Linked DNA regions of Zea mays: region 2 is linked to region 1. A link is a contact called in public Hi-C data. All regions are on one chromosome and are shown on one strand. The core of a region is the stretch at or near the end of the contact, and the rest is flanking DNA. Distances in the headings are between cores, read along the strand shown.

Region 1 (3,540 bases), core at 757-3,256:
AGTTTTTGGTTGGTGGCTATAAATACCACCCCAACCGGCCACTTCAAAGCGTGGGAGCCCAAGCAACATTCCAAGTCATTTGTTTGACATACTCAAGCCCTCCCATCCACTTCTATTCATTGATCCATCCTATACACAAGATTTAGACCACTACAACCAACACAAGTGCCACAAAAGAGAAAGCAAGCAAGAGAGAGCTACTCATTTGAGTTTAGCACTAGTGCCTTGTGAGATTCATTGAGAGATAGTGTGTGGTATATCCTTGTGTTCATTTGCGCGTGGAGTTTTGACTCCCATTGAACTTCCTCCAAAGTTTTGGAGACTTGTAAAGCTAGCAAGAGACACCAAAGAGTGTGGTGGTCCTTACGGGGTCTTAAGTGATCCTTGAGAAGAAGAAGAGCTCGCCGATCTTGAGTGATCGGTGGAGAGAGGGAAAGGGTTGAAAAAGACTCGTCCTTAGTGGACTCCTCAACGGGGACTAGGCCTTCGAAGGCCGAACCTCGGTAAAACAAATCACCCGTGTCTTGTGTGCTTATTGCTTGTGATTTGTTTGTTCTCTCCCTTTCTAAGTTCTCTTGCGCTATTCTTTGCCAACATTATTTTGTGTTGCCTCAAGTTAAATTCTCTTTTAGAGAAGCCACACCTTGCAAGAAAGAACTTGTGTTATTGCTCTTCTTATCTAAGTCCTCTTGATTTATTCTCATAGACTTATTAGTAGTATTGATTTGTCAATTCCGCAAATATTTGAAAGCAATACTCCTTACAAGCAAAGACTTAGTTTTTACTGCGATAATTGTATATCTTGTTCTAACCTCTAATCAAGGGATCTAGTTGGGGGATAAAGTTTTAATTTTCAGGTTTCGCGTATCCACCCCCCTCTAGGCGACTTTCAGCAAGGCACCCCGCATGACGGAGCGAGTCAGCGAGAGGAGAGAGGACATGAGCGATAGTGGATCGAGGTCGTCGAGGCGGGACAAAGCAACATCGAGCGCCTCGGCCGCACGACACATCACGCCTACGTCCGTGCGGAATAGTATGTCGTGGAACGTCGCCACAACGTGTGGCGGCGTGCCACACTGGAGCGAGGAGGCGGTGAGGTATGTGAACGACATCGCCAGGAGCCATGGTGTGAGCCGTGATGGGAACGTGAACCTAGCGGCGACAAAGCGCTGCACAGTAAGGAGCGACGCGAAGGCGTAGAGCATGGGCGGAGTCGCCTAATCGGAGGCAGTCGACAATCGGCGGAGGTGATCCTAGTCGATTGCTAGTGTTAGGTTAGAGATAAGATTTTTTGTGTTCATGTTTTATTAGGATATACCAAGGTATTGCCTAGTAATACCGGCCTACATGGCCCCTCCGCCCATGGCTTTAGGCCAACGTTCACGAAACTAGAAACCGCGACGTGTGGCGGCGTGCCACACGGGAGCGGGGAGACGGCGAGGTATGTGAATGACATCGCAAGCGCCATGGCGTGAGTAGAGATGAGAACACGAACCTAGCGGCGACAAAGCGCCGCGCAGTAAGGAGCAACGCGAAGGCGCAAAACAAGGACGAAGTCACCTAATCGGAGGCAGTCGACGATCGATGGAGGTGATCATGGTCGAGTGTTAAGTTAGAGATAATATTTTATCTATTCACATTTTACTGGGCTAGACCGAGGTATTACCGAGTAATACTGGCCTTCATGGCCCTAGCCCATGACCTTAGGCTCAACATTCACGAAACCAGAAAAAATTTAGAAAAGTTAAAAAATGGAAGATCCCGCGGTCGCGTGCGCGCCCTCACCCGATCCACCTCTGCGCACGAACGCACGCAGTGTCCCACCCGGTCACCCCACCAGCCACCACACGCGGGACGCAATAGACCAGCGCGGCATCGCAGCACAGGCCATCGCGAAACCGAAACCGAAACCGAAACCCACCCGATCGCAAGTCTGTTGTGCTTGTGCCTGCGCTGCGCGGCCTTGCTGTCCCGTCTCTCGCCCGCCCGACCGCTGTCTCGCTCGCCTCCCGTCTCGCTTCGTCTCCATTTTCTCCCCACCCCACCACACCCGCGTCAACCAACCAAACCCTAGAAGGCTCTCGCCCTCGTCCCCAATCCCTCGCCGCCCCGCGATCCCCGCCGCCCGCAGGCCAAAACCCTACGCGTATTGCTCGACGCCGGGTAAGCTCCTCGTCGCCCCGCCCCATCAGCTCACTGTTTCTCCTGCCCTCTCTCTCTGATCCCTCGCTGGTTCGATTCGATTTGGGCGTGGAGTTCGGTGGCCCCATGGTTTGATCCGCCGACGCGCGGGAATGCCAACGCTCGCTGGAGAGTGTGTGGGAGACTGGGAGCCGCGCGCCCGTGGAATTCAGACGGGGAACGGCCGCTGGGGCTCCACGGGATCGCGTGATTGCGGTGCGGGTGACCGTGGCGGGCGTACCATGCGCGCCTGGGCATGGAAGGACGCCACACGTCGATAATTTTCGGGGATTGGGCACAGGTGATGGCTCGCGGGGATTTGCAGGGAGTCCTCTCGGTGTCAGGATGCTGGTGAAGCTATGGGTGATTATGCTGTAGAGTTTCGTGAAAAGAGAATTTTTGGTTTCTTATCTACTGGCTCATGAATTGATGATTAGGTTTTGGAATTCAAGGGATGAGAAATGTAAGCGCAGTTTTTCTGGAGGCTAATAGATGCAAAATGCTCATTCAGCCAAAATTCTGGTTATAGTAGCTGTAAGTTGGTTTTTCAAAAAAAATATAATACATGTAAGATTCCTGTTTTGATCCGGTAATCTGATGGCAAAGGGAACATAAGCAAATATACTCGGAGCTAATCCAACAAGTCATAATTCTCTAATTCTGTAATGATTTAATAATCTCTTGCTTTAGTTCTGTTGTTATGTGCGTAAGGTTCTGCTGCTTGATTATGGGATATGGGATATCGAAACAAGCACAATTTCTTTGACGCAGAAAAAAAAACAACTAAAATGAAGCATCACTAGTGGATAGAAGTTGCATGTCAAATGTAAGTGGACCTAAGGGGGTGTTTGGTTTGAAGAATCAATTCATTCTAGATGAGGTGATGCATCATGAGTTTATTCCAAAAATTTAGTGTAATGAACTCATTCCTCATATTATTACTAATTATTAGTCTATGATGAATAAAACGGAATGGTGATGGATCAACTCATTCCATTCCACAAACCAAACAAGAAAGTGAGGAGTGAGAAGATGATGGACTATCTCATTTCTCAAACCAAACATGTTGATTTTGTTCTTAGCATGGGAGACCTGTGGTAGTTGTCATGTGGCGAGCAACATGGCATTCGTTTCTTATCAGGATGTCAGATTATTTTTCACAGTTGGATTAGCTGTAATATGGATCATGTTGCATGTTGTGTTTCCTTAAAACAGCTATTTGAGTTGGCCTAGCTGTCTGGCATATGTTTGGTTAGATATGTACTTTACGTTTTTAGTTGTTTTTTACTTGGATGTTGATATTCTCTATTTGTTATGGTTGAACTGGCCTCATTTGCCAAGAGGAAGATCAGTACTTTA
Region 2 (3,540 bases), core at 505-3,004, 500 kb after region 1:
CAGCAAAGGCCAAACCACCAGCTTGATCCTCTTTAAAGTCGGTTCAGAAAAAATGGTTAGATTTGGGTAATATATACAACTGGATTAGTTAGGTGCACGTTGTCGACGAAGTCGAAATTCTGGTAGATGATATGCACTACCTTTGTAAGGAGCAAGATATCTGATTCGATTTGGGTAACCAGAATCCACGATGTAGTACTTCCCTAAAAATACAAAGAAATTTCAATGTTTGTTAAGGGTATGAAACTTTAAATTAACTTACAAAAAAGTTACCATCAGTACCTGTAGGGGGGTTTTGGAAATTTATCACCAAAATTTGTGAGTGCATGATTGAGAATTCGTGTGTCATGTGCAGAACCCGGCCAACCATCAACCACAAATGTAAATCTCATGTCAAAGTCACATATTGCAAGAATATCTAGGATGAGCTAAGCACTCTTCGACCCATTCAATTCCAGATTGTCAAGGAACTCTATAACCACTTTTGTTTAAAAACCTCTCATAGTATTTATTGCTCACCTAAGTGACCAACGATGGCAGTATGTTTAGATAACTCTGCTAGAAATTGTAGTCCATTGTGCCCTTTCTTTACCAAATTTTCCATATTTGCATCCATCTACACATTTAGAGAATAATTATTTCATAACACACCAACATAAAAATTCACATAAATACTATAGTTTATAGCATACCATCGTATTACAATTCATAGCACACGAACAAGAAAATATTGTTCCAAACATATGAATCTAGAAAAAAATAGTTCTAATGACAAGAATAATTTGCTTCAACATAAAGATAAATTCAGTTGCTTCAACATAAACATATGAATCTATAAAAAAATATTGGTCCTTTAGAGGATGAGGTTTAGACTTTGTTGGAGAAATTCATCCTTCGTCATCAAAAGAGCATTGATTTGTGCCAGCTGCCACAAATTATTTGACTGACCAAATGAACTGGAGTTTGTAACTGAGCACATTATTCATAAATTCGGCATTCACCATACTTTAACTACATACCAAAGTATAGTATCCAAGCAGAAAAGGCTGTACCAAACGCCCTCTCAATCCGCCCTTCCCTGAACTTGGATGTTGTGGGTCTTTCCACGCGCGCGCGCGCGCGCACACACACAAATGATTTTGCCACCTGAGATGAGGCTCTGGTTAGAACACGGGGATTTTTCTCGTTCCTAGATTTTTTTTTCCTGCGCAATATACTGAATTTTGTGTTCCAAATAGACCCTAGTGGCAAGCCATGCCAGGTTCGTACCGTCGAGAGCAGTTAGAAAGACACTAATAACTCGTCGTACAGTACGATTCCGTTCCGTGTGATTCAGTCGTCTACAAGCAATTACTGAATTGCAACAGCAGGTAACCGTATCCGCAGTACTCTGCCTCGACATGGCGCCCCAGCCTTTACATTTACTGCCAGCGGTGTGACGAGCATGATGCACATTTATTTACGTTCCTTTCCCCCGGCCCCGCGTTCGCGATCTGTTCTCCTACTCGTACGTACGTACAGTACGCAGCGCTGACGGCAACTCGACGCGTCCGCTCGTCAACCGAGCTGTAAAAGAGCCGGATCGGAGGAGAGCCCGTGGTGGCAGATGGTCCCGCCGGCACACCGGATTGCCGAGGAAAGCGTGCTGGGTCACATTTGCGGTTGCTTCGGCAGGCAGATACCTGCTGCTGGCTTGGGACAAAGCAGCAGATCCAGCTTTGTTCGGTCCGCCGACTGCTCTTCCCCGTTGCTGCCTCCCTCCTTTGACTGCCCCGCGTGACGAGGATGTGCAGCGGCGTCACGTCAGGCGCCAGAGTGAAAGTGTACTGGTTCGTTCGTCGACAAAGCAGACGACGCGGTACGCGTGAAAAAAGAAGAGCAGGGCTCATCACCTTCTTGTCGTCTCGCTTGGTCACTTCTTGCCTTGATGGGCACGCTACAAACGCCGGCGACGACAAGTGTGTGCAGTGTGCTTGCTTCCGCTTTGCCTGTTATTAGCGGAAAAGGCAGCGGGTTTTCTTTTCATGCCTTGCGACACCTCGCTCGCAGTTTTGGCGCGAGGGTTGGATCAGAAAAACTGGTGGAGTACTCTGCACCCCTAGATCTCCCCGTTTCTAAAAATTAGTCCCTAGAAACCAAACATCTTCTAAAAAAAGCGCATTGCCCATACCCATACCCAAAAAAAACGGAACGTCGAAAACCAAATGCCAACAAAAACACGCTCCCTCCAAAGGACATGGAAAAGGCTTTATGGAACAACCATATTCACAAAGGTGCTTATGCACTCGGTCCTGCCCACATGGTTTCAGTTCAGTATTTACATTTACAAATTACCACTGCAACACATGATCTTCTTTCTTTATTACGAGCTGTGCTTACTCTCCTTTTTTTTAGTGCAAGATTGGGTATGTTTTTTTTTAGCCCACAACCACGAACAGTAAAGATCACTCGCGCTGCACCTGCACGGTCGACTCAACTCAATCGACATCAGAAGCCCCTTCATCACGTGCGCTGGTCCATTTCACTACCCGGCCGTCCCAGGATGAGCTCACAAGCGTGGGCTCAAATGGGTGCCAACTGCAGTCCCGAATCGCCATTTGATGCCATTTCAGCTTCGCAACCTGGGATCCACTTACCTGCAGCACGAACCACGAAACGAAACTGAGAATCAACCGGCATTGTCTATCACTAGTAACTTATGCGGTTGTGTTCTGTGTTTTCGTCAGATCATGCACAATTTCTCGGCAGGAAAAAGGAGCTTCTTCATCAACTGCTGTAAAAAAATGGCATAGGCATGCATTCAGGAAAAAAAATGGATGGAGACTATCTCCACCAGGTACCTATGGACAGGTGGGTTAATGTCACGTGTCCATGCATAATCATCCAATGCATGAGACTACTGCATAAATTATCAAGTAGTAGTAGTTGGAAAAGAAAAACCACAGCTCTCATGCGTTAGATAATTATGTATGCATGAATCCACGGCAGGTGCCTATGAATGCATGGTGCAGACAGACTACCCCAAGAAATGGTATGGTATAAATGAAGTGCGTGTCGGGAAGATATATACCACATCATAGATGCAAACATTGGAATCATACGACCCTGTATATATGTACTTTTGCCCAGTGCTGCATAAACAAAATTCACACATCAGTGATGTGAACAGAAAGTGTTGCGAAAATACATATGTTATGTTGAATTTATGGCCATACAAGAAAAAGGGATCGAATCCGGAACGATGATATACGTAATAGATTAGGGATAACATCAATTGAAAAAAAAAATCTAACACCAATTGAGATGGTTTAGACATGTCCAATGAAGAGATCTCCAATAACAACGGTGTGTGATGGGATTCTAAGACATGATAGTAACGAGAAAGACAGACAGGCAAGGCCATGGTTCATATGGGAAGAGACTGAAAAAGAGGCTTAAAAGGATGGAATATATCCAAAGATAATAACTTTGAATAGGAGCGAATGGAAAACAAATATCCATATGGCTAAACATTGATTTGTGGCTTCGATTGGGTTTTAA

The links. A called contact is a pair of places that touch in the nucleus more often than the background predicts.
Region 2: a Hi-C map of endosperm shows a contact between it and region 1, with 2.7 times the contacts expected there. The contact joins the enhancer-like site here to the promoter of LOC100383949 in region 1. A contact is called at or near these places in 2 of 25 Hi-C or Micro-C datasets (ear and endosperm).

The regions. Positions count from the first base shown.
Region 1 is chr8:107,955,250-107,958,789 of Zm-B73-REFERENCE-NAM-5.0, forward strand. It overlaps LOC100383949 (Ubiquitin-associated/translation elongation factor EF1B protein), which reads left to right and starts at 2,007. Exons shown (of 2, transcript NM_001362234.1): 1 at 2,007-2,163.
Region 2 is chr8:108,460,202-108,463,741 of Zm-B73-REFERENCE-NAM-5.0, forward strand. It overlaps LOC100281565 (LEC14B), which reads right to left. Exons shown (of 10, transcript NM_001154484.2): 9 at 3,071-3,131; 10 at 2,239-2,636. The coding sequence ends at 2,478. Among protein-coding and RNA genes, the nearest start is that of LOC100281565, 12 kb to the right of the region's middle. Within about 2 kb of position 1,755, at least 19 of the 20 cell types and tissues checked have an H3K27ac peak or open chromatin away from gene starts, as enhancers often do. A contact at or near this core is called in ear and endosperm, where this site is marked.